Linked DNA regions of Mus musculus: regions 2, 3, 4, 5, 6 and 7 are each linked to region 1. The links are chromatin contacts, called in public HiCAR-type, HiChIP or PLAC-seq and promoter capture Hi-C maps. All regions are on one chromosome and are shown on one strand. The core of a region is the stretch at or near the end of the contact, and the rest is flanking DNA. Distances in the headings are between cores, read along the strand shown.

Evidence for each region. Promoter capture Hi-C pulls out the DNA fragments that hold promoters and counts their contacts. HiCAR-type assays count read pairs that join an accessible place to other places. HiChIP or PLAC-seq counts read pairs in DNA pulled down with a chosen protein or histone mark. Capture Hi-C pulls out chosen DNA fragments and counts their contacts.
Region 2: a contact with region 1 is called in a promoter capture Hi-C map of adipose tissue, with 3 times the contacts expected there. The contact joins the promoter of Marf1 here to the promoter of Gspt1 in region 1. A contact is called at or near these places in 1 of 39 promoter capture datasets (pre-B cells), 3 of 484 Hi-C or Micro-C datasets (muscle stem cells, regulatory T cells and uterus), 2 of 115 datasets of contacts at active chromatin or transcription factors (large pre-B cells and regulatory T cell precursor) and 2 of 9 other capture datasets (adipose tissue and liver).
Region 3: a contact with region 1 is called in a promoter capture Hi-C map of pre-B cells, with 4 times the contacts expected there. The contact joins the promoter of Pdxdc1 here to the promoter of Gspt1 in region 1. A contact is called at or near these places in 2 of 39 promoter capture datasets (liver and pre-B cells) and 1 of 115 datasets of contacts at active chromatin or transcription factors (astrocytes).
Region 4: a HiCAR-type map of astrocytes shows a contact between it and region 1, with 6 times the contacts expected there. The contact joins the promoter of Ntan1 here to the promoter of Gspt1 in region 1. A contact is called at or near these places in 1 of 39 promoter capture datasets (hippocampal neurons), 1 of 484 Hi-C or Micro-C datasets (CD8 T cells) and 3 of 115 datasets of contacts at active chromatin or transcription factors (astrocytes, embryonic forebrain and large pre-B cells).
Region 5: a promoter capture Hi-C map of liver shows a contact between it and region 1, with 2.1 times the contacts expected there. The contact joins the promoter of 1810013L24Rik here to the promoter of Gspt1 in region 1. A contact is called at or near these places in 1 of 115 datasets of contacts at active chromatin or transcription factors (astrocytes) and 1 of 9 other capture datasets (liver).
Region 6: a contact with region 1 is called in a promoter capture Hi-C map of hippocampal neurons, with 5 times the contacts expected there. The contact joins the promoter of Parn here to the promoter of Gspt1 in region 1. A contact is called at or near these places in 1 of 39 promoter capture datasets (hippocampal neurons), 4 of 484 Hi-C or Micro-C datasets (B cells, hematopoietic stem and progenitor cells, liver and 1 more), 4 of 115 datasets of contacts at active chromatin or transcription factors (embryonic stem cells, large pre-B cells, pro-B cells and 1 more) and 1 of 9 other capture datasets (adipose tissue).
Region 7: an H3K4me3 HiChIP or PLAC-seq map of pro-B cells shows a contact between it and region 1, with 7 times the contacts expected there. The contact joins the enhancer-like site here to the promoter of Gspt1 in region 1. A contact is called at or near these places in 1 of 39 promoter capture datasets (hippocampal neurons) and 4 of 115 datasets of contacts at active chromatin or transcription factors (embryonic forebrain, embryonic stem cells, epiblast stem cells and 1 more).

Annotation. Positions count from the first base shown.
Region 1 is chr16:11,252,849-11,255,663 of GRCm38.p6, forward strand. Gspt1 (G1 to S phase transition 1) reads right to left here and starts at 1,477. Exons shown (of 15, transcript NM_146066.2): 1 at 795-1,477. The coding sequence starts at 1,149. LOC115488671 reads right to left here and starts at 788. Exons shown (of 2, transcript XM_030249388.1): 1 at 1-788. Mir1945 (microRNA 1945) reads right to left here and starts at 1,597; the gene lies at 1,520-1,597.
Region 2 is chr16:14,157,939-14,160,753 of GRCm38.p6, forward strand. Marf1 (meiosis regulator and mRNA stability 1) reads right to left here and starts at 1,336. Exons shown (of 27, transcript NM_001081154.2): 1 at 1,206-1,336. It overlaps Mir484 (microRNA 484), which reads left to right and starts at 1,688; the gene lies at 1,688-1,754.
Region 3 is chr16:13,901,693-13,904,507 of GRCm38.p6, forward strand. It overlaps Pdxdc1 (pyridoxal-dependent decarboxylase domain containing 1), which reads right to left and starts at 1,453. Exons shown (of 23, transcript NM_053181.3): 1 at 1,223-1,453. The coding sequence starts at 1,243. It also overlaps a transcript of Mpv17l not described here.
Region 4 is chr16:13,817,805-13,820,619 of GRCm38.p6, forward strand. It overlaps Ntan1 (N-terminal Asn amidase), which reads left to right and starts at 1,447. Exons shown (of 10, transcript NM_010946.4): 1 at 1,447-1,632. The coding sequence starts at 1,552.
Region 5 is chr16:8,828,729-8,831,543 of GRCm38.p6, forward strand. 1810013L24Rik (RIKEN cDNA 1810013L24 gene) reads left to right here and starts at 1,372. Exons shown (of 4, transcript NM_001081400.3): 1 at 1,372-1,957; 2 at 2,593-2,673. The coding sequence starts at 1,732.
Region 6 is chr16:13,666,785-13,669,599 of GRCm38.p6, forward strand. It overlaps Parn (poly(A)-specific ribonuclease (deadenylation nuclease)), which reads right to left and starts at 1,386. Exons shown (of 24, transcript NM_028761.3): 1 at 1,227-1,386; 2 at 750-827. The coding sequence starts at 1,245.
Region 7 is chr16:13,638,342-13,641,156 of GRCm38.p6, forward strand. It overlaps Parn (poly(A)-specific ribonuclease (deadenylation nuclease)), which reads right to left. Exons shown (of 24, transcript NM_028761.3): 13 at 1,912-1,989. Among named protein-coding and RNA genes, the nearest start is that of Parn, 28 kb to the right of the region's middle. Within about 2 kb of position 1,355, at least 8 of the 459 cell types and tissues checked have an H3K27ac peak or open chromatin away from gene starts, as enhancers often do. A contact at or near this core is called in pro-B cells, where this site is marked.

The DNA of each region.
Region 1 (2,815 bases), core at 227-2,726:
GTTATCAGAAGTATTTAAGTAACAGACTAGACTAATACACGAACGCAAACTAAGCTTTTATAAGCAACCCTTATAAGGGCCATACTTTTAAAACAATTAAAAGTCTACACGCCATTCAGAAAAAGTCTTAAATCCCGCTTAAAACCGCACATAAATCAATGAGGTTTACTACCACATGTTAGTACTGAGGAATCCTTGTGACATTTAAAAAACTTTTCAAGTATTCAAAATGTTAAGGGTGAAAAAAGGTCTTTGTATTGACAGCCAACAGTTTCTGGCGGATCACAAGCCTGCAATGCATCTTGGGATTCCTTCAGGTCGCTTTAGTGCCACCGATACTTAAAACGCAATTACAGTTCCAAACGTAGAAACTACAGTAGGAGCAGCTCTCTGGGCCAGCGAAGAGACAAGTCCTGTCCCCCAAACCCTAGACTTTCACACCCTCCTCCTGCCGGACTTCAAGCCCTATCAGTCCCCACTTCTGGGCCTCGTGGCACTGACTGGCCCAGGGCTGGCAGGGTCCCATACAGTTCCTATGCCTAGGGGTGAACCGCGTGCGGCCTTCCGCGGCGGGGCAATCGCCCCCGGGTCCCCTGGTCTCTGCTCCTCCTGGCCCAGGCGCCCCAAGCCAAGCAGCTCCCAGACTGGAGGCGCCCCACCCAGACCAGCCGGCGCCGCTGTCAGCGCCCCACGTGCGGGCCGGCCGGCCTCCCGTCCTCTCCACCCAGCCCACCGCGGAACTCCGGCCCCAGGCCGCCGCCCGTGCCTTGGGGATATCCAGCCCGGCAACTTACCCGAAGGGCCTCCCGCGCCGCTGCCTGCTCCGTGGTCGCCTCCGGCTGCGCCAGCTGGGGATAGCGGCGGCTGGGCCGGACCCCGCAGGAAGGACGGCACGAATTCAGCGGCGTGGACGTTGGGGACGAAAGGCTTGGCGTTGACGTTGAGTTGCCGGCTGAAAGCCGCGCTGAGGTTCTCACGCTGGGCCTCGGCCACCGCGGCCATGGAGCCGCTGCCGCTCCCGCCGCCGCCGCAAGGCCCGGGCCCGGGGGCCTCCATATCCGTCTGGTCCCAGCAGTCGGGCGCAGAGTCGCTGCTGCTGCTGCTCCCGCCGCCGCCGCCACCGCCGCCACCGCCGCTGCTAGGATCCATGATCGGGGGGGCCGTGTGTGTGGTGAAGAGAGGGCGGGAAATGGAGGCGGGGGCGGCCGACCGGGGAGGAGCAGGCCGCGCTGACCCGGGGAGGACGGCAAGACTGGGGAGCTGACAGTCAATGACTCACTCGCCGGCGTCCTGGGCAGCAGCTACAGTCCAGACAGTACACTCGAGACCAGGTCGACAGCGGCTCAACCCTCCTCGTGTGTGCGAAAGGATCTCCTCCCACCCAACCCCAACTACCGCCGCCGGCCTCACCGCCAACCCCACGTTTGGAGAGAATTGACCTCTCGCTACCACCCGTACCTTCGCCTCGGTAGTTCCCGTCTGTGTCCGCCCGCGTTTCCGCCTACGAAGCGCGGCCGATAGCTAAACTACAAGTCCCGACAGTACCCGCGAAGACCCGGTGCGGTTTTCTCGGGGGCTGACGGGAGTCGGAGTTCAGCGCTCAAGCGTCACCGGAAGCGGCTGGAACTCCCGGCAGGCAGCGCGAGGAGGCAGAAGTCTGGTGGCCCATCTGTCGCAGGGTGGGGGTAGGGGTAGGCTCTACTCGGCTAGGGCAAGACGGTGGGCCGAGCCCTTCCGCACGAGGCGACGATCCACCCTAGCCTGTGAGAACACCCGGTCCGCAGGCCTAACCTAGAGGAATTTTTTTTTCTTCTCCCTTTTCGGCGCCTTTTCTGTCTCCCAGTCTATATACCTTATTCTCTTTCTCTCCACCCGCAGCCAGAGTTTGCCCTACATTTCAAAGCCGGCGGGAGGCGTCTTTCCTTTTATGTATTCATTTTTGGAAGAGGCAGTAAAACCATGAGATGTTACAGCTGAAACTGCGTGTGGCTCATAAAGGTCCAAGGATGTCCGGCAAAAGGATCCTTAACTGGAAAATTTCAGTGACTCATGTTATGTTTGACTAGTCATTAAAAGCCCGCACCTAAAATGTTTTTTCGTCCTTTCATCCTCCCTGCCAGGAGATTTACAAATTAATCGGGATTGCCATATTTTTTAGTGTACCCAGCGGTACCTAATAGTGGCTATTTTGGTGCTTCCAGTTCCTTAGCTGCCATTAGGTAAAGTGCTGTTCTTTTGAAAGGCCGCATCTGTCAGCTATTCTTACAGTCCTTTAATAATGAGGGCATCTCACACTTTCAAGTTGCATTTTAGTAATTGTGGGGTAAGTGACAAGCAAGAAAAAATAAAATTCACCTTTATTTTTTACTGCACGAAGTAGGAATACCTGTTCTAAATACCTGTTAAATGCTCCTGTAATTCACCCATGGAGACCAAGACAAAGAAAAGTATACTCTTAATTTTACTTGCTCTGAAAAGAGTCTAGACAGAATGCAACTAACCTACTTGGAAATTACAGAGTAACATATTCAAAATGTTCAAACAACGAGTTTTTTTTTTTTTTAAATCTGGATCTAAGATATCTAAATTGGAATGCTGACTTTAAACATTTGTATAATAAAAAGTGAGAATTTGGCCTAACGAGAGAGGTAATAGACAAAGTTGTCAATAATTTTTTGTTTGTTTTGTTTTTGTTTTGTTGGGTTTTTTGGTTTTTCGAGACAGGGTTTCTCTGTATAGCCATGGCTGTCCTGGAACTCACTCTGTAGACCAGGTTGGCCTCGAACTCAGAAATCCACCTGCCTCTGCCTTCCAA
Region 2 (2,815 bases), core at 86-2,585, 2.9 Mb after region 1:
GTGGTAGCTCAGGAGGCAGAGGCAGGAGGATATCTGCAAGTTTAAGGGCAGCCAAGTTCCAAGCAGCTGTGGTTACACAGTGAAACTCTGTCGATAGATAGACAGATAGACAAGGCAGGCAGGCAGGCATATATAGACAGATTACTCAGTTCAAACAAATATAAGGAAAAACATTAGTGGCCTGCAGCCTAAAAATTTCCCAAATATTCCTAGGAATTCCATTTAAGCAGCCGAATCAGTCAGGGGAAGTTCTAATGTGAGAGAGTCTTCCTTTCTGAAACTCAGTTTCTGAGCAACTTAGACAGTGGCTGAGAATGCAGTGTGCAACATTGTACTGCCTGCATGTTGGTTCTGAAGGCCACCTATCTGTGCTGCTGTGGGCATGTCATCTTTATAAACATAAGGCCCATCTCTTGTGAGTCTAATCATCATAGCAACCCCCTCACTTATTTATTTGTAGTTTGGTGACAAGAGATACCTGAGGATGAATTATTTCCCAAATGACCTCCCCCCTGCCACAAACTCCCAGTCCTATGTATTTGCTCGTCTTCTACCTTTTAACTAAAATGACTCTTTTTTCTCCAATAGAATATAAATTCCATAACAATATTGACTGTATGTGAATATACGGTATCCCAACCTTCCAACTCAACTGTGCCTCACAAATATCAATAAATGACCCTGGACAAATGTAGAGCTCACTGAAGGTGAAGAAAGACCATTTAGCTGACAATTTCCTTGTATGCAAAACAGAAAGATCCTGGAAAGTCCAAAAGATACTAGTGCAACTAGAAAGCACCACGTTCGTGCTAGAATTAATTGGGGAGGTGGCTGAAACTGAAACTGCATCCAAAGTGGCTATTAAAACAAAAACAAAAAAACAATAAGGGACTCAGCCACACAACTGTCCTTTTTCTCAACTTTCCAACTTTGCACATCCTGCGAAGGTTGCTACTGACACCTGGAGGGCCGGGGAGCGAGCAGGAAGACAAGCGCCAGCTGGGACTAAACGCCTCGGAAGAGACCGGGGGAGCACTGGAGAGCGACTTTTTCGCACGGCCCCTTCGGCAAGTCCCAGTCCCGGTCCTTCAATCCCAGAAGCATCAGTCTGAGGGGGGAAAAGGCGTCGTTTCCAGACCAGCTACGTTGCTGATCAGAGCATCCGGTACGCCCTAGTGGAGTCCCGGCACTGACAGAGGACTCACCTCAGCCACTAGCTCCTTCTTGGCTCACATTCCGACACCGCCGCCTACCCCCCACCCCCCCCAGGCCCTTTATTTTGATTCCCGACTCCGCAGCTCCCGCCGCCGCCGCCAAGCGCTCCCTCCACTTCCGCTTCCGCCCCGCCCCGCCCCTGTCGCAAAACCGATACGCTTCTCTACTACTAGCCCCGCCCCTCTCTCCGAGCCTCCCTGCCTCACCTCTTCCTCCATAATACCACACCCTTCCTCTGCTCCGCCCCCTATGGCCGCTCCCTTTCTCCGCCCATTCCCAGCCCGTCCCCACTCCGCCCAGTCGCTTCCTCCAGTAGCCCCGCCCATTCCCCCGTCCCTCCCTTCCCCTTTCTGGCTCCACCCCTCCCTGAGTCTCGCCCAGTCTTTTCTTTCGCCCCGCCCTCGCCTCCGCGTATTTCTCCGCGCAGGGCACGCTGGGAAGTGGGGGGGGCGGGGCCTCGCGGCCCTGCAGCCTCGTCAGGCTCAGTCCCCTCCCGATAAACCTCAAAATAGGGTCTTACCTAGGGGGCTGGCGGCGTATTTTTTTTAGCAGGAACCCCAGTTTAGGAGTTCTCACTACTGGTTTGATGACGCCATGTCGAACGGATCTTCCAGGCGAAGAACTAGGGAGCTTTTGTGATGGAGTCAAGGAAAGGCTTGCCAGATGGGATTTGTTAGGGTTCCGCTCTAAAAGGTCTTGGGAGCGAGGACTAAGGAGAGAAGATTAATGTGAAATAAAGTATTAATGCTCTGCCTCGTCACGTGATAACCCTTATTTTTACAAATTAAATCGTGCACGTTGCACTGCATCTTTTAGCGCAACCTAGTGGCCAGTGGAGAAAGAACAGTTAAACCTGCCAAATGGGCTTTTGGCAAAGTCCTCCCTACCTATAGCAGTTTCAGTGCTGATCAAGTACATGCAAAGACTGCTGCTGAATATTGACACCAACAGTTAAGAGTACATGATATCCTTACCCAGTTTTATTTTTTCTTTTCAGAGACAGTGTCTCACTTGTGTAGCCTTGGGTTGGCCTGGAACTTGCCCCGCAGACTATGCTGTACTCGAACTTGCAGTCCCTTGCTTTCTGAGTGCTAGGATTAAAGGAGTTTGTGTCACCTGGCAAACGTTTTGTTTTAATAAACCTAGTGCTTTGTAACCAATACTTTTCAGATGACAGGTTGGCCACGAAAAAGAAGATGCTAAAGTTATAAGAACTTTGTGAAATCAAAAATACTTCATGTTTTAAACAGATAAACTGTTCTGTATCCTCGCTACCCCTATCCCCAACCCCACTGAGCCTTGAAGGCTTCACTTTTACTTGACCTAAATATGAGTTGGGTTTTTTTGTTTGTTTTTCCAGACAGGGTTTCTCTGTGTGATAGCCCTGGTTGCCCTGGAACTCTCTGTACACTAGCCTCAAACTCAGAGATCTGCCTGCGGTTGCCTACAAGTTCAAGAAGTAAAAGCATAACCTTTATTTAGAACCATGCCTGGCTTAAATATGAGTTTTCAGGATTCCATAGGGGGAAAGATAATTTCTGAAATTTCTAGCTCTTTGCTGCTTTCTGTTACAAGTTAGGAAAAAAATATAATCTAAATG
Region 3 (2,815 bases), core at 203-2,702, 2.6 Mb after region 1:
AAAAACATCTTTTTCTCTGATTGCTTTCCACCCAATTTATACTTGAAATAGCCGAGGAGCAAGATATGCCACTGTGTGCACATGAAGACATCTGGCTTAATTTCTACAATTACTGCTTTCAACAAGTCCTGTAATATCAGCAGTTTGGGAGGCAGAGGCAGGAGGATCACTTTAAGTTCGAGACCAGCCTAGTCTACAGAGAGTTACAGAAGAGCCAGGGTTACTTTCACAAAACCGGGGACTGAACAAGGAGAGATTGAAGAAGGGGGCGAGGGTTGGTGGGGAGGATGGAAGGAAGGATTGATTTCACTTGTAGGGAAAGCTAGGTTTTTACATCATACCGGATAAGCAGAATTTCGAGAAGGGACAGAGAGAAAAGACTGGGAGGACAGAACGTTAGGCACTGAAAGCACAGTCCATGAAGAAACCCAAGGACCTGTTTGTTCTCAATAGCCAGCCCTTAGATGGGAACAATTAGAGTCTATTTAACATGCCCGAGTAGGTAGCCAGATCCATCAAGCTGCTGTTGCCCCAAGGGGTGAGCAGGGCTAGACACAGGTTCCCATGGACTTGGAATTGACCTGAAGTCCTCTCATGATTCTCACTCAGAAAGAGGAACCCAAACGTAGTGAGACCAGCTGGGACCACCTCCTCTTCCCAGCCCCCAAATAAACTCACCAGTTACAGAATACCCAACCCTTTCTGGATACCAGGGGTTCTAGTCTGGGGTTTGCTTGCTACAGCATCGGAATCACGTGGGGAAACTTCTTAAACTCTACAAACTGAGTTCCCGCCCACCCGAGCTTGAGACCCGAGGCTGCAAAGCCATGTTTTCACCAAGGTCCCCAGGTGATTCCTACGCCCGCCAAAAGTTACAATTTGTCTCCTAACTTGGAAAGCACTGAACATCTGTGGCTTTTGCAGGGGCCTCCGCGACAACTAGGACTTCTTCCCGTACGCTTCTGGGGCCCACACCGATTGCTCCTGTCACCCTACAGGACCAGCGCGGGTTCAGGCCGGGTCCTACGCCGAGCCTCGGTAAAGCCAAAGCCGGCTCCGACAGCGCCGGGCCCACCTCCCCTCAGCCACCGGGCCCCGTGACGTGGCCCGGCCCGGCCCGGCCCGGCCGCCCTCCTCCAACGAGACTCCTTAGTCCTACGGGGAAACCAGTCGCCCCGGTGGCGAAGACCCGGGACCACAGCGCCGCCCGCTCCTTCCGTACCTTCTCCAGGGACGCGTCCATGGCTGAGGCGTCCGGTGCTGGGCCCGCGGTGCTGGGCACTACTTCCGCCTCCCGCGGCCCGCAGCGGTTTCCACGCTGGCAGCGCTGACGTCCTCCCCGCCCGCAGCCGGCGGGGCGGAGAGGAGGAGGAGCTGCCCCGCAGCGCGGCCCGCAGGTATCCTGCGGCTTGCTGAAGGCGGGGCTAGGCCCGTCGGGTGGGCGGGGCCTCCCGGGGCGGGGCCTTCTAGGCTTCCGTACTTGGGCGTCACGCCGGCCGGTCCTAACGCTGCTTGGTGGCAAGAACCCCGTCTATAGGGCGGTCCAACTTGAAGCCTGTGACGACCGTCGCAATGAGATATCCACCAGGTAAAATACTATCGACTCAGCTGCACGGCCCAAGCCAGGCTTTCAAGTCCTCCGCCGTCAACACCGGTCAGGAATGGAGTAGTTATTTACCTTAGCAGCCTAAGACCAGCGCTCACCCTTGCGCATGCGCGGGATGATGTATTTTGTCAGCTCTTTCCTCAGAAGTCCAGACAGAAAGGAATTCGAGGCCGCTGTTCTGGCGTCCTCCCTCATGTCACAATGATGGCTTGTCGGAGGATGGGTAATAATAATGATAATAGTAGGTCTGTTGCCTTTCCATTTTATATCAGAGCAGAAATTTGATATGGAGGTCATTATTATCCGTTTTAGGTTTAGTCCCTTGCAGCCCGGCAGTACACCTCATTATTCCCGCTTCACACCCGCTAGGTGGGGGTAGTGCGTTTTTAGTGAGTAAGAGCCCGTGGGATTTGTTTCCTACATTGCTCCACTACTGATGGGTAGGTGAAATGGGATCTTACCACCATTGTGGTCAGTGAAACTTCCTGCACAGAAGTCTGATGATGCTAAAAACCACAAAGCTATCCCTACCCTCTCTATTTCTTATGCAGCATGCTCCCCCAAACCCCCAGGTTGGGTCGGGTTGTCAGTGTAGTAATTATCTGCAGGCGGTCTCTACTTTGTATTTGGATAAATGGCCTGCTTGTGTTGTTAACATTTCCTAGCAAAGAAATCGTGTGTGCTGCTTTTGAGTGACTCTCCAGTTAACTGGAAAAAAAAAAAAAAAGTGATGAAATAGTGCCTTTTTTTTTTTTTTCCTTTCTTTTTTGGTTTTTCGAGACACGGTTTCTCTGTACAGCCCTGGCTGTCCTGGAACTCACTCTGTAGACCAGGCTGGCCTCGAACTCAGAAATCCGCCTGCCTCTGCCTCCTGAGTGTTGGGATTAAAGGAGTATGCCACCACGCCTGGCTTGAAATGGTGCCTTTCAAAGACTGAAAACTGATGTGCTCCTGCTTGAACAAAACAATGTGTTATGAAAATTTCCAAACCTGTAGAAAGGACAAAAGAATTTCGGTGAACAGTCATGTGCCCATTAGCTAGATTAGTTGCTATTTTCTTCTTTTTTTTTATCACATGTGTATTCAGATAACTATCCATCAATATTTGTGCTGGTACATTACAACTCTGAACACTTCAATATTATTAAAGACTTATTTTTTTTAGGCAGAGGTACAAGAAGTGTCTCCTCCTCCACCTCATGATTTGGA
Region 4 (2,815 bases), core at 197-2,696, 2.6 Mb after region 1:
AAAACTTGTCAGACCACAGAATGAGACTAAAGCCTAAATAATGATGGGTAGGATCCAAACCAGCAGAAATAAGGGCCTCAAACCGGATTTATCTGGCAACCGGATTTCTCTCTCCCTCTCTCTCTCTCTCTCTCTCTCTCTCTCTCTCTCTCTCTCTCTCCCTCCCTCTCTCTCTCCCTCTCCCTCTCCCTCCCTCTCCCTCTCCCCTCTCCCCTCTCCCCTCTCCCCTCTCCCCTCTCCCCTCTCTCTCTCCTCTCTCCTCTCTCCCTCCCAAGTGCTGGGATTAAAGGCATGCGCCACCACTCCACCACTGCCCGACTGTATTTCTTTATCTCATGCTAGTCTCCATAACATTAACCACGCGGAGAAAACAAGATTTATTCCAAGCAGCTCCTCAATAGCTGAGGAGTTAAATGATCTGTTAACCTCTTAAGATAATCTGGCTACCTCCCACCCATGACCCCAATTCTTATCGTCAGGTTCTTTGGGCTTCGTGTGTTTTCATGATCTTGCTCCAGACTCTTTCCTCATTGCTCCAGTTCATCCTCCTAGCCTATCTGAAACTTATGAAATATAAAGCTCCGGGATAATGCGGTGGGCGGGCCCATGTCAAGGTATCCCCCTGAGGAATCACACCTTGAGACAGATCAAATATAAAGATGAAATGAATAGGGATATAGAAAGGGGCAGAAGCGGAGGACAAAGAGAGGGAAGAGAGGCTGCCTGAGAACACATGGGAATAGAGAGTGAAAGAACTGGGGTAGTGACTCCTCTGTATGCTGGTGCTGCTGTCACACTTGCCTTGCACCTGGCGGGCAGCGGGCAATGACACAAGCTGTTGCTGGGTAGCTCTTGGCCTGAGCCTGGTGGAATTGTACACCAATAGAAACTCCCGCTCTCCTTCCCTGTGGTCCCTGCGTCAGACCCCAAGCCCCTCCTACTTCTCTTCTGCCCAGCTGCAGGCTGTAGGCACCTTCATTAACCAATCCGGGATAACTGGGGGGTGGGGGGTGAGGGGGAGGAGTTATATAACAAAAGCAGGTATATGTGAGGACCCTGTTTCTTCCGCGCTTACGCCCCCGCGGTGCTAGCTGGGGCCGCAATTCTCGGGTTCCCCACGCCTTCTGCACTACGTCTGCCAGCTGAAAGGGACGTTGACTGAATAAACTTTTGCGAATCAACTCGGCCGAGGCAGGGGTCAGGGCTGGGTGACGCAAAGCGCGAGGCTACCCTCGAGGTTCTCCTTTCCGCGTCCTTAATGCTCAAGTCTCTGCGACTACAGCTGCTGGCACCAGCCAGGAGGGACACGGGTAGTGAGTGGACGCCGACAAAGTTTGGACTACATCTCCCGTGATGCCTTGCAGCCCAAGGGCTATTCCGTCTCCTCGATCTCTTCGGGCTGCTCCACGTCCGCCTGGACTACACATCCGGGCCGAGTCCGCGGTGGGCGCGGCGCCCACGGTGGGCGTGGCATGCCCCGAGGCGGGGCGAAGCGGAGCGGGGCGGGGCGGGGCGGTGGCCACCTAACTCGGCCTGGCGGCGGCCTAGACGATGCCACTGCTGGTGGATGGGCAGCGCGTCCGTCTGCCACGGTCCGCTGTGGAGCTGGTCCGGGCGCACCCGCCTCTGGAGGTGAGCGACCTACCCGGGCTTTCGGGGCGGATGGGAACTCCGCAGCCCGGCCGCCGACGCGCTTTCACTAGGGACCTGGTGAGACGAGGCCCAGAGAGGTTAAGGTGACTTACGGAAGGTCGCACAGCGCGTACACAGCGCGAGGACACTCGGCGGGCTCTGCAAGTCGGGGCGCTCGTGCGGATCCCCGCATTACCCAGCTGCAGAAAGGTGTGGGCGGGGGTCCCAGTTCTTTGCGCGCTCATTCCTGCCCCCCAGGGCGTAGAGGGGCGCGGATTATTTTTTAGCTAGAAATAAGGGATTCGTTTGGAAGTTGCTGGGTCCGGGAGGACTGCTCCCTGATGGAGTCTTGTTCTTTCCTTGTGGGGACTTCTGAAAGAGGGCTCATAGTGAAGGCAGTGATGACCAAGTATCCCACATACTAATTTGGACTCAGCCCGTCCATGGATCTCACATAGTACAGTCTAGGACGGGACCTGTTTCCTAATCAGTTATAGCCTTGAAGGAAAGATGCCCACGTTCCCTCTGAGAGGTGAAGCACTGCGTCTCTGTGGAGTTTGTGGTTCTGTCTGCTTACTTGCTTTGTCTTCCCCTGGATCTGCTTCCTGGAGCAAATGCTTCCTGAAAGCAGATGGCATTGTGCTAACCGAATATTTGTTGGGTAAGTGAATGGGCAGAATGACCCCTGAGAACTACGGGACAGGGAGACTGACTGTTAATTTGAATTTCAAGACAGCCTGATCCTAATACTGGCTCCTACAAATCGGGCTAGGCACTGTACACTGTGTCGATGAAGCCAGAAATAACACAAGAAAAGTTCCAGCACTTCAAGGATTTAGGAGCCTCTCTCCTGTGTCTGAAACTTGTAGTTTTAGTGGCCACGCAGCACATTACATGAGGCAGAGACGAGGTGATGTAGGGTGGTGTCTCCGGAAGCAAGGGTTTGGTTTATTTAGGGAGACGCAGCCCAGAAAGGATGCAGAGTGGAGAGTTGGTTTTCAAGAGCAGGGAAGTGGGGCCAAGGAGGCCCCCAGTGAGGAGGGCAAAGAGGGCTGCACATAGAGGCCAGGGGAACAGTTGGAGTGAGGACTTCAGGCCCACTTGCCTTAGGGGATGATGTGAAGGCTCCGTAGAGGAAAGTAGAAAATCAGGTCCTTGGTCACAACCATTCTTCTAAGTTTTG
Region 5 (2,815 bases), core at 122-2,621, 2.4 Mb before region 1:
TGTGGTGGCAAAGGCTTTTAATCCCAGCGCCCAGGAGGTAGAGGCAGGAGGATCTCTATGATTTCAAGGCAATCCCAAAACTACCAAAAAAAAAAAAAAAAAAAGTTGTTTCAAGAAACAAAACAGGCCGGGCGTGGTGGCGCACCGGAGGCAGAGGCAGGCGGATTTCTGAGTTCAAGGCCAGCCTGGTCTATCTACAAAGTGAGTTCCAGGACAGCCAGGGCTATACAGAGAAACCCTGTCTCGAAATACCAAAAAAGAAAAAAAAAAAAAAAAAAAAAAGAAGGAAACAAAACAAAGAGCACCAGCACACCTGGCTTTGAGCCTAGTCCTAAGGAAAATGGAATATGAACTTTCAGAGAGTCCAGAGATTAGGCTCTGGGAACCAGACAGATCAGGGAGAAGTCCGGAGAAGCCAGAGCAGGCAGGATCAGATCCTGCAGGACTTCCATCCAGTACAGATGGCATACATAAGCTGTCAGCTCAGAGGCTGAGAGGTCCCGTCATTGTGCTGCCCTCTTGTTCCCAGGCTTCCAGACCTCTTTCCTGGCACTGATCACTCTGAGTGAGCAGTGCAGGGGCCCGGGTGCCAGCAATTGCACATGGGGGGCGGGGGCGGGACGCGGCGGTCGCACGTGTCCCGGGAGCGTGCATGGGACAGGTGCCGGGCCGCTACTAGCGCTGGGCGCACTGTCCGCCAGGCGGCCCTGGTGTCCAGCTCCCTCCGGTCCCCTTCTCCGGGAAATCTCGGTGAGCGTCCCCAGGTCGCTCACACCTCCGGAGAATTTTCCTTTGGATTCACACGCTTTACTTGCCCCACTAAGGTTGGGAATTCTGGCATTAAAAAAACATAGAAAGGGCGCTGCAAACAGAGGTAGACTGCACTTCTCAGGAACTCGAGGAGTCAGCACATAAACACTGCGTGACCATGCACTTGCAAGCCCGGGAAAGGCCCCCGCGGGGTGCGGTCACCCGGCGGAGTCACGTGACTCTCAGACGGGGTGCGGGAGCGAAGCGAGCACCGCGCAAGCGCAATCCCTTGGCTCCAGTGTACAGATATTTCTTCTTCTGCTTTGGTTGGTCGCACGCAAACACTGTCAACTCCTCCCTGCTCTACAGTCTTCAAGTTCCCTGACATTTACTCCTTCCCCCAGCCCCCCGCCCATTGATGACATCAGTTCGACAGGCGGGTAAGCCAATCAGAACGCTGCGTTCAGGGGCCAGCACGCGGAACCCGTTGCGGCGGGCCAATGGGGAAGGTCGACGGTGGGCGCGCCCCAACCGCCTCCTGCCGGGGAAGCGCCGCTGGCCAAGTGGGCGGCGCTTTCCAGTCAGCATGTGGGCGGGGGAGGGCGGGGCCCGGTCGCCGCAGAGGCGTCGACGCCGCCGCCGTAGACGACGTTCCTCAGTCTTCGAGGTGGGCTCGGCGGCGCAGGCCGGACAGGGAACGCCGGTTGGAGAGCGGCGGCGGTCGGACCGAGGCCGCGGGGCCGTGGGTGGGCGGTAAAGGGGTGCGGGCGAGGCTAGGGCAGGGTGCGGCACCTCGGAGCGGGGTTGGTGGGCAGAGGACTCGGGCTGTGCGGGGTGGGTGCCGGCTCCGCGGGCTTGCACAGAGGCCTGGGCCGGCCGCCGGGCCCCTCGTTCCCGGGCCTGTCGACGACGACGTTCCCGCGGGGACCGCGCTTAAGGAGGACGCGGCGGCGGCGGCCAGGCCGCGGGAGGCCGCGGAGGATGGAGGAGCGGAAGGAGGAGGGCGAGGCGGAGATCCAGGAGCACGGGCCGGAGCATTGGTTCTCCAAGTGGGAGCGGCAGTGCCTGGCCGAGGCCGAGCAGGACGAGCAGTTGTCTCCCGAGCTGCAGGAGGAGGCGGCGGCCGCCGCGCAGCCCGAGCACAAGCAACAGAAGCTGTGGCATCTCTTCCAGAACTCGGCCACGGCCGTGGCTCAGCTCTACAAAGGTGAGGCCGCGCCGCCATCTTGGCGCCGCCCCGGCCTGCGGAGCTGCTCTTCCCCCCGGTTCCCGGCTCGGTCCCCGGGACCTGGCGGCTCCTCGCACCCTGCGGGGATAGCCGGACGACTGGGAGGGGAGGGCCGTGCCGCGGACCCCTGGCCATCTGACCCGCAGGACGGCGACGGAGGAGCTACCCTGGGAGGGGGAAAACTACGATGAAGGATGGGGAGACCCCCGATTTAGAGTACCTCCCGAGGGTCCCCACGTACCGGTCCGGGTGTCCCCGGTCGGATCGTGGGGGTAGGGGAGGAGTCCCTGTCACAAAATGGCGAAGGAGGCGGTGGGGCGGCCCTATTGTGCCCCGAGCCGGCCTCGGGGCGGAGACTGCTAGGGGCGCTTCCCTGAGCCTGCCGGGCGGCGTTCGCCACTCGGGTTGCGCTGTTGTCAGGTTCCCCTTCCTCGACCCAGTAACTCCGGTCTCACGCTCCCTTTGGGATCCCCAAATCCTGAACAAAATGGCGAAACCTAATATGGCCGTTCCGGAGTGAGTGACGCCCAAATAACATTCTCTTCTTTCTCTATGTCCTTGTGTGTGTCTTTTTCCCCCCCCTATTGTTTTTTTTCCCCCCTTTTTGTTTCCAGACCGAGTGTGTCAGCAGCCAGGACTTTCTCTCTGGGTCCCCTTCCAAAACGCAGCCACCGCCGTCACCAACCTCTATAAAGGTAAAGATAACCTTGCTGTCTTGCCAGGGTAGGCGGGGAGGGAGGAAGGGCAGGCCACGTTCCGGTTGACAGCCGATGTTCTGAGTGTGTTTTCTCCTCTCAAGTTCAGCTTCTGCTAACCTTGAATGCCTTGCAACTTGAG
Region 6 (2,815 bases), core at 136-2,635, 2.4 Mb after region 1:
AGAGTGTGTTCCAGGACAGCCAGGGCTATACAGAGAAACCCTGTCTCAAAAAACCAAAAAAGAAAAAAAAAAAAAAATCCAGAACTGGAGGATACCAGCTGGACAGCAACATGAGTGTAGTTAATGCTACCAAATTCCAAAACCACTTAAGAACAAATGCAATAGAGCTAGGAAATGTCTTGAAGCGTAAAGTGCTTGCCATGCAAACACGAGGACCTGAGTTTGGACCTTCACCATATAAAAACTGAGCATGTCAGCACACAGTAACAGGACCCCACAGCTGTCATCCTGGCACCTGTAACCCCAGCATGGATCTTGTAGGAGAGACAGATTCGGGGGGCCTGCTGGCCAGCCATCTTAGTAAAATACCCAGCTCTAGATTCAACAAGAGAAACACGTTGAAAACTTATTTTAAACATAAGCTACCCAAAAACAACCTCTGGCCTCCACTCATCATATACATATACATATTTGTGTGTGTGTGTAGTGTGTGCATTTCGAAATGATAAACTTGGATAGGTGTATTTTGTCACAGGAAAAAGACCTCAACCTAAACCCCCTGCTTTTTAACCATATACACCTAAATTAGTTTAAACAGCACCAGAACCATAATCTCTATCCAAAAATCTCACGCCCTGACCAACCACAAAACCACATCTCTCCCAGGCTTTTGCCATGACCAGTGAGGAAGGAGGCAGGGAGCCTTTGCAATACAAGGTGTAAGCCCAGAGCTTTCAAGGGAGTGATACCTGAAAACTCCCCATCGATGGCGAAGAAGTCAGCCTCCTCTATGGCCTGGTACACTTTGTGAAGATTAATCTTAAAATCTGCAGAGAAACCAAGAAAAGGCTCAGAACAGGTGGCCTGCCTTCCTGCCCACCAACTAAAGGGAGATGGGAGAAAGGGCCGGAGGAGCTCCCGGGGCATCGGAGAAGCGGAATAAGTGTTCAAGGACCACAAGGGACACCTCCTCCAGGGGTCACTAGATAAAGTATGCACGACTGAAAAGGGCTAGCCCTGAGCAGGTGAGCAGGGAAAAGAAAGGCATGGATGCCAAAGGTGCACGCTTTGCAGAGCGACAAGTCCCACCAGCAGCACCGCTTTTCAGAGGAAGTATTGCCCGGCGGGACTGACTTGTCCCGGGCCCCGCTAAACTCGAGAGGTCTGGGCCTAGCACGCTAGGTGGGCTTGAGGACAGGGATGGGGGTTGTGCGGCGGACACGCACTGCTCCGGATTATCTCCATCCTGCGGCGCAGACGGAACCTTGGCCCCGCCCAGGCTGACGCCGGTCCACGCGCAGAGTTCCGCAGCAAAAGCAGCGTGGGGATGTCGGAGGCCGCCACGAAACAGCACAGGACACTTCCGGAAACAGCGCGCGCCGCTGCGCCTGCGTCAGATCTGTGTCACGTTAGGGGCGGAGCCCGGGCCCTCCGGGCTGCCTAGAAAGGAAAAAGGGGCATTGCTATCAAAGTCTCAAGGCCTGGCCCATATGTTGGAGAAGTTTCCTGTCCTGAACCTGGTTGATCAAGAGACATATGGACTGGTTTCCCCTGGGTCTATAATTCCAGTCTGAGAAGGATGAGGCAGGAGAATTTGCAAATTCGAGGCCAGCTTAGGGAACATAATGAGAGTCTGTCTAAAAATTTTTAAATTAATTTTATATATACAAATATATAATTCTTGCTTAATTTGTGGGGTAAAGTGTTGGAGAAGTATACGTGCGCATTTGTGTGGCGGTCGGTGATCACTAGTAGTAAGCAAAGAAGGACCTCCCGTGGCTGTTCTTGTTCTCCACCTTCCTTGAGACAGGGTCTCTCTCACTGACTGAACTTGTTTCAGCCGGAGTGGCGCCTAAAATGCCAGTCTCTGACTCCCAACACTGGGTTTACAAGATTGCAGGGCTGTGCCTAGCTTTTTTTTCATGGGTGCTGGGGATTTGTCCATGAGTCTGGATGACTCCACAGCAAGTGCTCTTACCCACGGAACCATCTCTATGCCCCATATTGACTGAGTTCCGGTTCTATGCCACTCTGGTAGAAGAGAGACACTGTGATGACAAATCATGGTGGTTGTCCCATTGCAGCGTAAAACTTGGATAAGAAGAAAAAAAAAAAAAAGCCAGGCAGACATCAGACTTGCTACTTGGAAACATGATAGTTGCTATGGAGATAAAGAGCAAAATTCTGCAGCAGAGAGTGTTAGGTAATCAGAAAAGGCAGAGCCATTTTTGGGAGCCTACTTTGTGACCTAACACTCTACAAAAGTGGCAAGTACTCTTAACCTCTGAGCCATCTCTCCAGCCCTACATTCAGCTCACCTCAAAGAGTTTCAGGATTTTGTTAGCCAGCCCCTGCTGGCTTATTCCAGAGATAAAGTGTTCACAGGGGCTAGATAGTTGGCTGTTAACAACTGTAATCTTTCCAATATTTATCCTCCAAAGAGTAAATGAGACCCCGTGTGATGGCTATTCTTGGGTGTCAACTTGACAATATCTGTACTAAGCTACAATTCAGAAATGGAAGGCACACCTGTGAGAGATTTCCTGCTTGATTTACAGTGAGTGAATTCACTTCTAGTCCAGACCTCTGAGGTAGGAAGACATACATGCTTAATCCAGATCTTGAGGCAAGAAGACACACACCTTTAATCTAGATCTTGAGGTAGGAAGACACAACTCTAATCTGGGCCAACCTTCTGCTGGCAGCCTATGTAAGGACCTGGAAGAAGGAAGCGCTTACTCTTTGCCTGCTTACCCTGTAGGAAGTCCATTCCTTCACTGGCATTGAGGCCCTCCTTCCAAAAGACCAACTTAGA
Region 7 (2,815 bases), core at 105-2,604, 2.4 Mb after region 1:
TTAAGAGCAGTGACTGTCCTGAATTTAACTCCCAGCAACCACATGGTGGCTCACAACCATCCATAATGAGATCTGACGCCCTCTTCTGGTATGTCTGAAGACAGCTACATTGTACTTAGATATAATAATAAATCTTTGGGCTGGAGCAAGCAGGGCCGGAGAGAGCAGAGGTCCTGAATTCAATTCCCAGCAACCACATGATGGCTCACAACCATCATAGCTACACTGTACTCATATACATAAAATAAATAAATAAATATTTTTTAAAAGTTTAGATTTATGATTCTTTTAAGTTTTATAAGAAGACTTTTAAAGATAAGTAACAAAAATCAATGATCCTCTGATTATATCCACAATTTGCAGCCTGCCAGTAATGTAAGCACATTTTAATTTTTATATTGCTTGAAAATTTTGTTAGGATATATAAACTGTGGGAGAAGGAATAAACTTCTTAGACCCACCGAGTTCTTCATCCACCGATGTGTGTGCGCCTGTGCGTGTTCGTGCTTTCCCCACTACAACAAAAAATCTGTTCGACCTACAAAGATGATTCCTGCATCTGTGTTCTGCCAACTCCATGCTGGATGTTGACAGTCACTACCTCATTTTTTCCTTTAAATCAGTTATTGTCCAACATAGCAGCCTCTGGGTTATAATGGCAGACTAAAGAGTTGTCTCAGCACTATACTGGATAGAAAACAAAAATATCTTACTATGTCTTTTATAAAAATGTTGCCAATGTATAGCAGAAGAGACAAACTGAATGTTAAATGGGGAGAAGGAGTCAAATCCAGGCTGGACTCCCGAAGAGAAGGACAGCTAGAGAGAGGTAAATGAGATCTCAGGTATGAGACACAGCATGTAATAGAGTCATCAAAAGTATCTACACACTGGACTGGCAGGACTCAAGCTCACATGAAACACAGGACTGCAGCTGGGAAACCAGAGTAGCAGAAACAGAAAACAGAACTGGTTTAAAGACAGTAAAAGAAGAAAAAAGGGGAAGCCACACTTTTAAATCTCTTTTGAGATATATAAATCTTACAAATGCCTTAGTCTGAGGGCTAGAGTCTAGCATGAACTGTACACCTGGGCCTGAGAGAGACCGGAGCTGGGGATGGATGTTGGAGTACCTATGGTATATGTGGCTCAAGTCATTTGAAAGACAAAAAAACGAAGGAGGGTGAAGGCAGAGTGATGGGGGCAAGAGACACAGCCACAGCAGTTACAGAGTGAGGGAGAAAAGCCAGTAGAGAGAAAAAAAACATTTGATAATGACCCAGATACCCTGGCTCCGAGTACAGAAATACCAGCAAGGTCCCCAGGGAGCCTCAAGCTACTCAGCAGTAGCAATCAAGTGGCACCCTCTTCCTTCCGGCTCTCCCAAGTCTAATTTTGGAGATACCTGTGGCCTATCCTATGTGTAGCAATAAATGAGCAAAACTACCAGCATTGATTGAGGAAATAAATATTTCGCCTTGCTCTGGCAATACCCGACAGCCATCAACCCCTTAAAATAGCTCATGTATTTATTCATCCTATCAAAACAGCAAAGCTGGGTTAGCAGCGCAGAGTACTTTCAAACTAATATTTTTCAGATGATGTCTGAGTTCAGTGATGAACAGCACGCGCTGCTCTTTCAGAAGACCCAGCATCCACCTCACAGCTCAGAACCTTCTGTCACTGCAGTCCTAGAGTACATTTCTTCTGAGGCTCCTTGGGTGCCAGGCATGCACACATGCATGCAGCAAAACACTCATCAGACACATAAAATAATAAAAAAAATAATAATGAGAAGCATATAAGATCTTCCTAGGAACATGCCACATACAAGGAAATGAAGAATCACAACCCAGGCAGAGAGCGCGCTCACAGGAGAAGCGGGTGGGTTTTGACCCTGCAGCCACTCACCGCAGGCAGGGGGCAGTAGAACTGATGAATCGTATGCATGACATCCAAGAGCATGTTGTGTCCCACAACCAGCTTCCCCTGGGGAAAGACGTTAGGAAATGCATGTCAGAGTTGCACCAGGCTTTACAAATAAGGTAGATGCTTCAGATGAGGCAGTCACAACACAGCCAGGCTAGCCGGCTGCTCCCTAGGTAAGCCACACAGGCCTCATGCTCTCCCTACCTCAGCTTCTCAAGTGCTGAGGTTACAGGTGCTCAGCTACTATGCTCATTCTTAGTGATTTTTCCCATTTTTATTCATCTTGTTATTTTCAAAATTTTGTTGTTGGTTTTGTTTTTTTGGACAAGTCTTGCTATACTGTCCAGGTTGCCCCTGAAATTCTGAGCTCCAGCAATCCTCTCGAATTAACATCCCTGAGAAGCTGAGACTATAGAGAACACTCTGCCTGCTGGAAGTAGTTTGACTGAAGCACTTTTAAACGATAAAATCTGAAATCCTGAGAACTTTGACTTCAAATATTTAAGACTCTTAAAACATCTTTAAAACCTACATATTTTTAAAGATTTATTTATAACATTGTTATAAAATGTAAAAAACCTACTTCCTAATGTTCTTAAACTTGATACATTTTCATTTCCTACATCATCTATGTCCAATGGTATGCCATTGCTCTTCTTTTAAAAATGTATTATTAGTCTTGTGTGTGCACTCGAGCACTCATGCACACAAGCACATACTTGAGCAGGTGGTGAAGGGGACAGAAATACAAGCCACAGAGTGCCCACAGAGAAGACTGGGGTACAACTTTGTGGACTATGTCCCCTCACCTTTACACACATTTGGGAAATCAGCCTCGGCCACCAGGCTTGCATGGCAAAGGCCTTTACCCACTGAGCCATCTTGA